3 separate regions of the Sus scrofa genome follow, and regions 2 and 3 are each linked to region 1. The links are chromatin contacts, called in public Hi-C and HiChIP or PLAC-seq maps. All regions are on one chromosome and are shown on one strand. Each heading gives the region's core, a stretch centred on a gene start, on an enhancer-like site or on the middle of the called end of the contact. The rest is flanking DNA. Distances are from core to core; before and after follow the strand shown.

The links. Hi-C and Micro-C count contacts between places; a contact is called where the count stands out from the background. HiChIP or PLAC-seq counts read pairs in DNA pulled down with a chosen protein or histone mark.
Region 2: an H3K27ac HiChIP or PLAC-seq map of alveolar macrophages shows a contact between it and region 1. The contact joins the promoter of PSEN2 here to the promoter of AHCTF1 in region 1. A contact is called at or near these places in 3 of 5 promoter capture datasets (fetal liver, fetal skeletal muscle and liver), 1 of 47 Hi-C or Micro-C datasets (liver) and 2 of 2 datasets of contacts at active chromatin or transcription factors (alveolar macrophages and skeletal muscle).
Region 3: a contact with region 1 is called in a Hi-C map of liver, with 2.9 times the contacts expected there. The contact joins the promoter of COQ8A here to the promoter of AHCTF1 in region 1. A contact is called at or near these places in 2 of 5 promoter capture datasets (fetal skeletal muscle and liver), 2 of 47 Hi-C or Micro-C datasets (liver and skeletal muscle) and 1 of 2 datasets of contacts at active chromatin or transcription factors (alveolar macrophages).

The regions. Positions count from the first base shown.
Region 1 is chr10:15,040,254-15,043,978 of Sscrofa11.1, forward strand. AHCTF1 (protein ELYS) reads left to right here and starts at 1,915. Exons shown (of 37, transcript XM_021064442.1): 1 at 1,915-2,316; 2 at 3,598-3,618.
Region 2 is chr10:14,542,576-14,546,300 of Sscrofa11.1, forward strand. It overlaps PSEN2 (presenilin 2), which reads left to right and starts at 2,097. Exons shown (of 10, transcript NM_001078666.1): 1 at 2,097-2,237. The coding sequence starts at 2,097. It overlaps LOC100510923 (a long non-coding RNA gene), which reads right to left. Exons shown (of 4, transcript XR_305804.3): 4 at 1,709-2,289.
Region 3 is chr10:14,595,181-14,598,905 of Sscrofa11.1, forward strand. COQ8A (atypical kinase COQ8A, mitochondrial) reads left to right here and starts at 2,057. Exons shown (of 15, transcript XM_021064416.1): 1 at 2,057-2,212.

The sequences.
Region 1 (3,725 bases), core at 665-3,164:
TTCCTCCAAGCTTTGAAGCCTGTTTACCAGTCCATTCTGTGGAACGCTAATGAGGCAAAATGTTTCACAAGCATAAACAGATTCAGTCCATGGTCAAGTAACTTTGGGAAATGCCAAGCATATTAAAGGCAGTGAGGTATTACGTAAAAGAACTATTTAATTTTATTTAATCAGCTTTTCCCCCAACTCATTTGACAACTAAACTCAGATTTTTTTCCCCATTTTAACTCTTATTAACATCTCTTGAAACTAAAACAATTTGGCATATGCTTAATGACTAAAAAGAGGAAAAAGGGATGAATGAGAGATTTTAAAGTGGAAATGCAGTTTACAGAGCAGTTGAAAGTAAAAAAAAAAAAAAAAAACCCTAGCAAATATGAAGGAAGCATTAACAAAGTATAATGCTTTTTTTAATGTGTTAAAAAAAGTATAAAGTTTCCTCTTGGTATAGTTGAGATGTGGGTGGTGGGTGGATGGAGGGGGGTCAGAGGCAAAAGGGGAAACATATAAAATAATACACATAGCATATTTTCAGTGCAAGTTCTAAGTAATTAAAGTGGACTGAAGTTGAAGGGAAGATTTGTAAGAAAAAAGAGACTTAGCTGGACCATTTTCAGTGGGAGATACTGAAACATAAAATCCTGTTTGGAGGAAAGTGAAGAAAAGATTCTTGGGAACTATGTAGGGAAATACTGTAGTACAGGTCCAGATAATCTAGAAAGTCGTACAGAAAGCATACCAGCATTCTGTCAGTAATGATGGAAAGAAAGATTAAAATTTGAGAGATCATTTCAGAAAGTCATTTAATACGGATAAGTATGATGAGACAGATTTTAAAATTTTACAACTGGCAGGGCCCTTAAAGTTAACATATGTCTAATAAATCTGTTGAACCTCTAATCCAGTCATCCTTACTCTACAGATCTGACAACTGAAGTCCAGAGAGGTTATTTGATTTTCCTTAAGTCACACAGCTCATTAGCAGCACACCTGAGTTGAGAACTCACTGTCTTCAGACTACTAAGTACAGCACCCATGAACTGAGAATAAATTGGGAACAAAGAAAGGAAGTGTAGAATGGGAGGGAGGCAAGGACTTGAATTAGCACATCTGACTGCGGAGTAGTTTCTGTTTGAAGAAGTTTATTTGAAAAGTGTTGGGTGCTGGGACTAACTTCAAAGATACTAATAACAAATAAAAGAAATTCCACAATGAAACCCCAGGGTAACCAAACATGCAAGACTGATTTGGGGTAAAATTTTAGATAAAATTTGGGGTAAAAGATTAGACTAGGCATCGAGAACACCTTTGGCCACAAAAGCACGCTCGGATATTCAAAAATATCTACAGGAGGGGAAAAGAAGTGTTTCCCGATAAGCCAGGTGCCCACTTTCGCAGGGAAAGCCCGAGCGGGAGAACGAAAAACGCCAAATGCAAAGATTATCACTTGGCCGCCAGCAAACAGCGCCAGATGATAACACCACGACTCTCCCGCCACAGAAGACACCCTAGCAATAGGGAGCCCGCCGCTGCTCCAGATAAAGACTACCACTCCGGATAAAGACTACCACTCTCGACTCCGCGCGGCTCCCCGGGTTAGGTGGCCAGAGAAGTTTACGCGCAAGGCATTATGGGATTTGTAGTCTTTTCTTCCCCTCTCGGCTTTGGGAGGCGGAGAGATCCCATTTTATGTAAATGACTTGCCCTTCCCGACCGGCTTCCCTTTCCTCCTCTTCCCTCCCCCAACCTCATTTCATGGAGTTTGAAAATTCCCGCAGAGCTGGCGCCCAAGGTCGAACACTCGCGAGAATTCGGGCTCCGCGCCGCGATCTCCCTTCCTTTTCCCACCTCTCTCCGCCCTCCCCCGCCCCTCTCCGCTCCACCCCTCCCTTCCCCTCCCGTCCCCTCCCCTCCCCTCCCCTCCCCTCCCGGGCGTGTGGAACTCGGTCTGCCTGCCGGGGCTAATGCGCAAAGCCGGGCCGGCGCAGCCGGAGCGGAGGAGGTAGAGTCGCGTGGGTGAAGACCCGGAACCGCAGCGCAGGCAGCTGCTGCGTTTTTGTCGCTGAGCAGTCGGCCGCCCCAGCAGCCCGCGAAGGCGCTCGCGGGGGGTGTGGATCTGAGGTGGCCGGGGAGGTCGCAGGCGGAGGCCCGCGAGCCGAGAGGCAACTTCCGTGGGGCGGAGGTGCGTGCGCCCTGCCGGCGGCGGCCGTGTCTCCCGGGAGATGCTGTGACGGACCCGCGCGGGAGGAGCTCGCGCCTCGCCTCGCGCCCCCTGGACTCGGCAGCAGCGGCGGCTCGGTCACCCGCCGTTCTTAGGTAGGGGGAAGGGAAGGCGGGGGTTGGGCCGGCGCGCGGAGGGCGGGTCGGCGCGGCCTGGGCCGCGAGCAGCGGCCGGGCTTCTCCCGCCGCGCCTGTCCGCGGGCCCTCCCCTCCCCGCGCCGGGCCTAGGCCGGGCTTGTGGCCGCCCAGCGAGCCACAGGGGCTGGGCTGCGGAGCTGCCTGGCTCGTGGAGCGGGCTCGAGGGGGCGAATGCGGTCGTTGGCGGGTGCGGCGCGCTCCAGAGCTCCGAGCGTTGGTTATATAACCTCCTTCTCGGCGGAGCGGCGGCACATGGCGACGGAGAGGCGCCTCGGGGTCTACACCCCGCTCCTAGCGCGCCTACAGCCTTGTCCTCATGTTTCCCAGGCGGTCCTGGACTGCGACCCCTTTTCCCTCCTGCCCTCCGGGGCGGTTGAGACCTTGGCCGGCCTTCCCCTGGCGGAACCGGCTGGTACTCTCAGTCTGTCTTACGTTGGTGTCTGCTCCACATGCTCCCGGGCCTGGCTCGGGTGAGTCTGGGGCGGGGAAGAAGTTATGACTCGTGATTTGAAAAGTGCAGTGAATCGGTCAGATACAGGAGATTTAAATCATTGTACATCTTGGAGTGGGTATTCGTTTGCCGTGCTTGTCCCCACCTGGAAACTTGAGGGCGATTATTTTTTAGTTACCCCTGACTGTTTGGGGGCCGTGGGGAGGTTAATTTGTTCTCAAAGCCAACGTGGTTCAAACTAGCCGTTATTATCTTTTTTCTAAGAGGCAGTTTGAGAAAATATTTGATAAGAACCTGAGTCCTTTAGGATAAATTGTGGGTCTCTTGGAAACTCTCAGCTTCAGTTTATTCTTAGAATATTCTAAAGTGCCAGTAGATGTTAAGAATTTTCTGTTAGGAGCTTTCATCGACTATATGTGTGAGGAGAGAAGAAATTAGGGTAGGTTTACTTATTTTGGAGGATTTGACTAGGGATGACAAGCCCGGTCAAGTTAATGTTTGAGGGATACTCTTAAGTGTGTTAAGTGCTAAGGGAAGGCTACGCTCTCCCTGCACCGTAATTTTTGATCCTAATTTTTCAATAACCTACTACCACAGCAGGCAGTAATTCGCAAGATGGCAATAATTATTTAAAAAACATTTTTAAAAGATTGTTAATACAGCAGTTTTGAGATAGACATATTTTGATATAAGAGGGAACAAAACGTTCTCATCTAACCATGGACATTTTTAGGAAATTTTTTCTTTTGTTCTTCAGAATGAAGTCTGGTTTTTTTTTTTCCCCCTAGGTTGCATCACTGGTCTCTACAGTAAGTCTCTTCTACTGTCCAGCCTCAACTATTCACAGATTTATGCTTCAGCCATTCCAGAATCATCTCCATTCCTGGGCCCTGCCTTTTGTGTGTGCGTGTGTGTG
Region 2 (3,725 bases), core at 847-3,346, 500 kb before region 1:
CTCATGCTCCAGCCACAACAGATTGCTGGGTGTCGTCACAAGGGGCCCCGTCAGGTCCCCCATCCCACCATCCGTTGATGAGGTTACTTTCCTAACCTCTGAGGCCAGTTTCATGTCCCTCTTTGTCCTGGAGGCTGAGACATCTAATCCCCACTGTTGGTAGACTGTCCCCCCCGTTTAGTCTTAAGTAGCCCAGTGTCCTGTCACCCCCTCCTGGCAGTTACCTACTTTGCTTCCTAGCACTGAACTCAGGGGAGCTCCGCGTATTCTTTCTGAACCCCTGTGGGAGCTGTGGGGAGCCTTCTGTAAGGGCCTGAGTCCTCGAGGTGAGCAGAGCCAGGCTTGGGGATGAGCTGAAGTCCACTTGGGCATGATCCAGGCCACAGCCTAGGGCAGTGTTGTCAAAAAAAAAAAAAAAAAAAAAAGCAGTCACAGACCCTGCCAAGCGGAACGGAACTGGCCGGGTCAGTAGAAGGAAGCGTCCTGCTCTGTTTGAAAATCATCGATTCTGGGGGCAACTGACGTGGAGAGGAACTTGGAGCCGAGAGCAGCCCTGGCTGTCCCTGTGGCCTGAGGCTCGGCCCAGGGTTCAGGGAGGCTAGTGACAGGGACGCTGGCCCTGCTGGCAGCTCAGCTGTCCTGTTGGGGGTTGGAAGGCTTGGGACTGCCTGGCGCCCACGTGGTGCTCCAACCACACCACTGGGGCAGCACAGCGTCTTCAGGGACCGGCTCCGTCCTGTGTAGTCCCTTCAGCCTTGGTTTTCCTGTGAGTCCTGCCCTCAGCTATACTTCCCCAACACACACACACACACACACACACACACACACGTGCTCGCTTCTCGTGGTCTTGGCTCACTGCTCCCGTGGCTGCCACTTCTCAACTCATGACTCTCATCTCCTTCCCCTGCTCCCGACACGGGGCACTCTCCCCACCACCCCAGGCAGCTGCCCCTTTTCGCCCATTTACATTCAGTAGGTTCCTGGATCAGATTAACCGTTATTTACCCGTCCTGGACTCTGTCCTGTTCCATCCCCCACCTCTGACCCTGACTGTCTCCCTCCCACTGTTTCTGGATTCTCTGCCCTCGCTCTCATCCATCTTGCTGCCACCTTAAGCCTGATTCACTTCCCATGATTGTCTCCCTCTCTTCTTTTTACCCCTTTCTTAGTCAGTGGCCAGACATATTTATTTTTTTAGGGCTACACCTGCAGCATATGGAGGTGCCCAGGCTAGGGGTCAAATTGGAGCTGCAGCTGCTGGCCTACACCACAGCCACAGCAACACCAGATCCAAGCCGCATCTGTGACCCACACCACAGCTTGCAATAACGCTGGATCCTTAACCCACTGTGTGAGGCCAGGGATTGAACCCATGTCCTCACGGATACTAGGCAGGTTCTTTTCTGCCGAGCCATAACAGGAACTCTGCCAGATATGTTTGTAACCAGAGATCTGATCTGTCACCTCTGTCCTTGGGGGATGAAGTATATCTCCTTAACATGGCACCAGAGACCCTCCACAGCACCTCTCCCCAAGCCCCAGCAGTGCCAGGCTCTGGCTAGAACATTCTTCACACCCTCTGCCCTTCCCTCCCACCTAGGAAAGTCTGTCTCCATCAGATGACGTTATCGTCTCTATAAAGCTTTCCTGATCTCTGAGATGTAATTCTTCTTTGTGCTTCAGTACCTCTTGGTGAACACCTGGATTATATCATTTGTCACATTGGATAGCTGGTTTTTATTGGTTTTAGGACAAAAGTGTTGGCACATTATGGGTACTGAACGGGTGTTTGTTGATTCAATAAGTGAGTGTACTGACAGTCTGGAGTGGCCAGGACATTTTTGGTTGGGAGTTTTGCCCCATGGACTGGATCTCCTCTGGCCAGTCCCTCTTGAGGCTGCTACAGCCTCTGTGGTGGCCCCTGGGGACCGTGGCTTTATAGCAGCCCTTTGACACTTGTGTCCTAGGTGGTCAGTTTGGGCAGGACCTGAGTCCAGGTCTTAAAGCTGCCTCTCACCCTCCTCTGCCTTTGCCTTGTAGGAAAGTGGAACAGAGTCCGCTGTGCTCCTTTTCCAGGCACTTTCGGAGGAGGGGCCATGCTCACTTTCATGGCCTCTGACAGCGAGGAAGAAGTGTGTGACGAGCGGACGTCCCTGATGTCGGCCGAGAGCCCCACGCCTCGCTCCTGCCAGGAAGGCAGGCAGGGCCTGGAGGATGGAGAGAGTGCTGCTCAGTGGGTAGGTTCCTGCCAGTGGTCTGAGGCCCCCAGACAGGGCCCTGGGTCCGTACCTAATGGATAGAAACAGGAGGGAAGGGAAAGAGCAGATGAGAATTGGCTGAAAGGACAGGTGGTCTGCTGAGTGGATCTTAAGTCTGTGAAGGCTTCACAGTAGACTCTGCACGTACACAGCCTGTTAAAGGTCAACTCTGCAGGGCGCTGAGTGATTCCTTCCGCCCTGGCCCTGCCCATTGGGTTCCCCTTCCTAGTGCAGGTTACTGTTTCAATAGGAACCAGAGAGTGAGTTTGGATGCTGGGACAGGCAGCACAGAAGCTAGGAAATTGAGGAAATTGCTGGAGAGAACTTTTTTGGTAGATGGCCAGACATGGTAACCAGGAGAGTGGTATACCTGTCTCACGTTTGGCTTTGGAGCTGGTTATGTGTCTTCGTCCATTCAGGCCACCAGCACAAAATTACTGTAGCCTGCGTGGCTTATAAACAACAGAAATGTATTTTTCACTACTCTAGGGACTGGGAAGTTCAAAGTCAAGGTGCTGGCAGCTCTGATTCTGTTGAGAGCCCACTTCCTGGTTCATAGGTGGCTGATTTCTGTATCCTCACGTGGCAGAAGGTGGGAGGGCACTCTCTGGGTCCCCCTTTATAAGGGCACGAATCCCATTCATGAGGGCTGCACCCTCATGACCTAGTCATCTCCCAAAGGCTGCACCTGCAAACATCATCACAGCCTGTGAATTCGGGGGACACAGACGTCAAGCCCATAGCAGGAGGGGTGGGCTGCACTGTGTGGTCTTAACCTCTGCAGCCTGCAGGACAGATTATTACATTATGAACTGGAGGATATATGTGGGAGAGTGACCAGCCAAGCCACCTTCCTCCCCATCAGGGTAAAACTACACCTGAATCTGCCTGAATTCCCATCTCCATTTCACCTGTAGGATTTCTTTATTCCAGTAGGCCTTGTTCTCCTTTGCTGAAACTTGAGCTCCCTTCTGTCCTCCTCTGGGCTCCAAGAGAGATCTCATCAGCTCAAGGCTACGGAATAGCTACTCCAGAGCCATTTCTTTCTTTCTTTCTTTCTTTTTTTTTTGCCTTTTCTAGGGCCGCTTCCCACAGCACATGAAGGTTCCCAGGCTAGGGGTTGAATCGGAGCTGTGACCACTGGCCTATGCCAGAGACACAGCAACACAGGATCCGAGCCTTGTCTGCGACCTACACCACAGCTCACAGCAATGCCAGATCCTTAACCCACTGAGCAAGGCCAGGGATTGAACCCGCAACCTTATGGTTCCTAGTTGGATTTGTTAACCACTGAGCCATGATGGGAACTCCCGGAGCCATTTCTTTTTTTTTTTTTTTTTTTTTTGTCTTTTGTCTTTTGTCTTTTTTTTTTTGCTGTTGTTGTTATTGTTGCTATTTCTTGGGCCGCTCCCGCGGCATATGGAGGTTCCCAGGCTAGGGGTCGAATCGGAGCTGTAGCCACCGGCC
Region 3 (3,725 bases), core at 807-3,306, 440 kb before region 1:
TTTCAGGCATTTTAGAGCAAAGCTAACCCTGGGCTTGCTGGTGGAGCAAGACTGAACTGGCATGGAAGGCAACCATGCCACTAATACCCCTCCCCACTAACGCTCGGCACCCTTTCTCCATTGCCATCCGCAGCAGCCGGAAGTGATGAAAATCACACTTCATTCCAAGTGTAGTCTGAGGGGGTAGAGTTTGTAAATTACAGGAAGGGATGAACCAGGGACTCCAATATCCTATGGGCAGTGGTGGAGTCACATGGCTCACAGGGCTTGGATGAACACAGGCAGTTCAGGGGACAGTTAGCAAAGGACGGAGCAATGGACACTCCTTGACCGCCTAACCCAGGGGGCTGGAGCCAGTGGCCTACTCAAGGCAAATGCCCATTCCTTAGCCCTGTAATGTTTGGGGGCAGTTCCTTGGTTTGTCAAAAACTCTCTAATTCTCAAAAATGGGCGTTGTATGTAATGTGGAGAAGATGGAGGGAAGGGGCAGAATTTGGACTATGGAGCGAATAAGTGAATGTTCCACAGAGATATCCTGCAGGGCCAAGGTCCGGCCCAGGGGTAAGCAGAGGGCTGCCACCCACCGGCCCATGCTGCAGAACCTCATCTCAGGTCCCATGTAGGGGACGACGGGCTCCAGCGTTCATGAGGAAAGGTGAAGGTCAGTTCACGTCTGGATTCCCCCTCCTCCCATTTCAGGCATCAGCATGCAAATGCTTTCAAAAAAAAAATTTTTTTTTTTTTGTGGTCCTTTTAGGGCTGCACTCGCAGCATATGGAAGTTGCCAGGCTAGGAGTCAAATTGGAGCTGTGGCTGCTGGCCTACACCACAGCCACAGCAAGGCCAAATCTGAGATATGACTGCGACCTACACCACAGTTCAGGGCAACACGCATCCCTAATCCACTGAGAGAGGCCAGGGATGGAGCCTGCATCCTCATAGGTACTAGTCGGGTTGGTTAACCGCTGAGTCAGGATGGCTACTCCGAAATGCTTTTGATTTTTCTAAGCAGTAATATTAAACATGTTTCAAAAATGGTAAATGTGAACTCCTCAAAATAGTCTCAGAATAAAGGACAACTTTTCGGCATGAATATAAATATTTATATGAAAGTCACTGAATTGTTATTTCTCTTTTCCTCACAAGCTCCACCAATAACCTAGGACAGAGCTGCAGACCGGGGAATGGAAACTGTCACACCATCGGGGCTCAAATCTGCACCTCTGGGTGACTTGGAGACCTGGGGCCACTTGGTTCTGGAGGAAGCACTTTCTCTTGGGACAGCTCTGTGTCGGCTGTTTCTCACTCCTGAGGACCCCTCAACCAAGCCGGCTGGCCGCCAGCCGCCGCCGGGCCCGCTTCCGCGCCTTCCACGTGCTGGCCTGTCGCCCGGCTCAGGGGAGGGTCGGGCCTTCCCGAGGAGACTCTCGCTAACAGGAGCAAACGACGCTGCACGCTCCGGACCTACTCCTCGGGCGACCCGACCGGGGCCACCAGCGGCGCGCGCGTGCAGTTGCCCGCAAAGCCAAAAGAGGGACCCGCGGCGAAATGCGACAAGTGGGTGGAGCCGGAGCGCCGATTCAGACGTGCACCCAGGCTGCCCACAGCTCTTCCCCCTTCAGCGGGAACTGGGACAGGGGTCCTCGTTACATAAGGCGAGCACGGGGCGGGCCCGCTGCGGTTGCCTCTGCTCCTTCCACTGCCTCCCCTCCAGGCCCGCTCAGAGGCCCGGGGAGCATCGTCTGGGACGTAGCAGCCAACTGCCGGTCACCGCGCCTGCGCCCTCCGCCTGGTCCGAGGCGGGCGCGGAGCGGGGGGGGGGGGGGGAATTGTTTGGGCGCACGCGCGCCAGGCCTCCAAGCCCAGAACGCCCCGCTTTCCCAAGTAGGGGAAAGGGCAGCGAGGAGGGACGACGGGGCGGGGCCCTGCGCGCTGGGGTGGTCTCCCATTGGCTCCTCTCTCTCCGCCCTCTGTTCCGATTGGCCACAGGTCGAGCGCACGGGCCGAGCACGCTGCCCCTTGCTGGGCGGCGCTGGGCCGGTGGCCGCGGCGCAGCCAATGGGAGCGGCCCGCGGGCGGGGCTGCGGGTGCTGGGTCTCCGGGCGCGGGCGAGTTGGTAAACAGATCCGGAGCGCGTGCGGGGAGCCAGCGCTGCGCCGAGTGCGCGGAGGCGGCGCGAAGGTGACTTCGGATCCTAGCTTCCTGCAGCAGGGTAAGGCTGCAGCTCTCCGCGTGCCCTGAGTGCTGTCTGCTTGTGGCCAGAGCTGGGCTCACCACCCGCTTGGGCCCTTCTTGCATCTTTCACAAGGGACGGCGCGGCTTCCCTTTTGCGAATTTAATTTGCCTCCGGCTTTTGGCAGCCGAGCGGTGAGCGCGCCTCAGAATGCAGGGTGGGCGCCCTGCGGCTGTCTCCTACCCCTGTTCCCACCTTAGCCGAGGGCTGTCTCTGGGAGGGGACGAGGGTCACGTGCCCAAGCCTTAGGCCCCCGGAGTATGCTGGGCAGCTCCGGTGACCTGATGTTGTGTTTCTTGGTGTCCAGTACTGCTTTCCTGCCTTGCTTTCTCATGATGATATTTCTCTTCACGCCCAGATCCCTTTGCACTGTCTCAGAGGAGCTAACTGCCCCCGGCCCCATGTTTGTGTCAGGACTTTGACTCCCTTGGTCCGAGCCAGCTGTTGGCTTTCACAGGTGGGGTTTGGAGTGAACTTGGGAAAGGGGGCCCTTCTTGGTTCTTTCCTCTGTTGGCTTTCCTGTGACCGTCCTCTTCCTCCAGACACTAGGGGTCTTGTGAGTGGTTTGGGCTTAATTGCCTAAACATGTGCCTTTTTCCAGCCTCTGCCCTGCTGCCGAGCCCAGGTCGGTTCTCCCAGGTGCCTTATGGGATGGGGAATGCTGCAGGGGCGGGTCTGGGTGCTGGGACTCTGTATTTGGGTGAGGGGTGCCAGTCTCCTGCAGGGTGAGAGACTTCTGTGCAGTCTCTCCTCCTGGTTAGAGCCTGCAGCCTATGGGAAAACTTATCATTGCTCACTAGGGCCCTAGGTGTGTGTGACAGAAGCCTGAAGGGCTGGGCCTGCCAGGCCTGACTTGTTGCTGGGGATTTGAACATGCCTGATGCCAGCCTGCCAGTTGTCATGGGTGGGTGGGTCATGTTGGCAGGAGGGCCCTTCTCCAGAGAAGAGACAAAGGGAGGTGCTGGTGGTTCTTAGGAGCAGCTTTTTTTGTTGTTCTTGTCTTTTTAGGACCACACCTGCAGCATATGGAAGCTCCCAGGCTAGGGGTCAAATTGGAGCTGCACCTGCTGGCCTGCACCATAGCCACAGCAATGCCAGATCCAAGCTGCACCTGCAACCTACACTGAAGCTCATGGCAACATTGGATCCTTAACCCACTGAGTGAGGCCAGGGTTTGAACCTGAGTCCTCATGGATACTAGTCGGGTTCATTACTGCTGAGCCACAGTGGGAACTCCAGAAGCAGCATCTTTAAGATTGGTAATGGTTTGGAGTTCCCGTTGTGGCTCAGTGGTTGACGAATCTGACTAGGAACCATGAGGTTGCAGGTTTGATCCCTGGCCTTGCTCAGTGGGTTAAGGATCCGGAGTTGCCATGAGCTGTGGTGTAGGTCGCAGACTCAGCTTGGGTCCCGTGTTGCTGTGTCTCTGGCATAGGCCAGCAGCTATGGCTCCGATTGGACCCCTTTAACAAGTCCCTCCATGTGCCGAGGG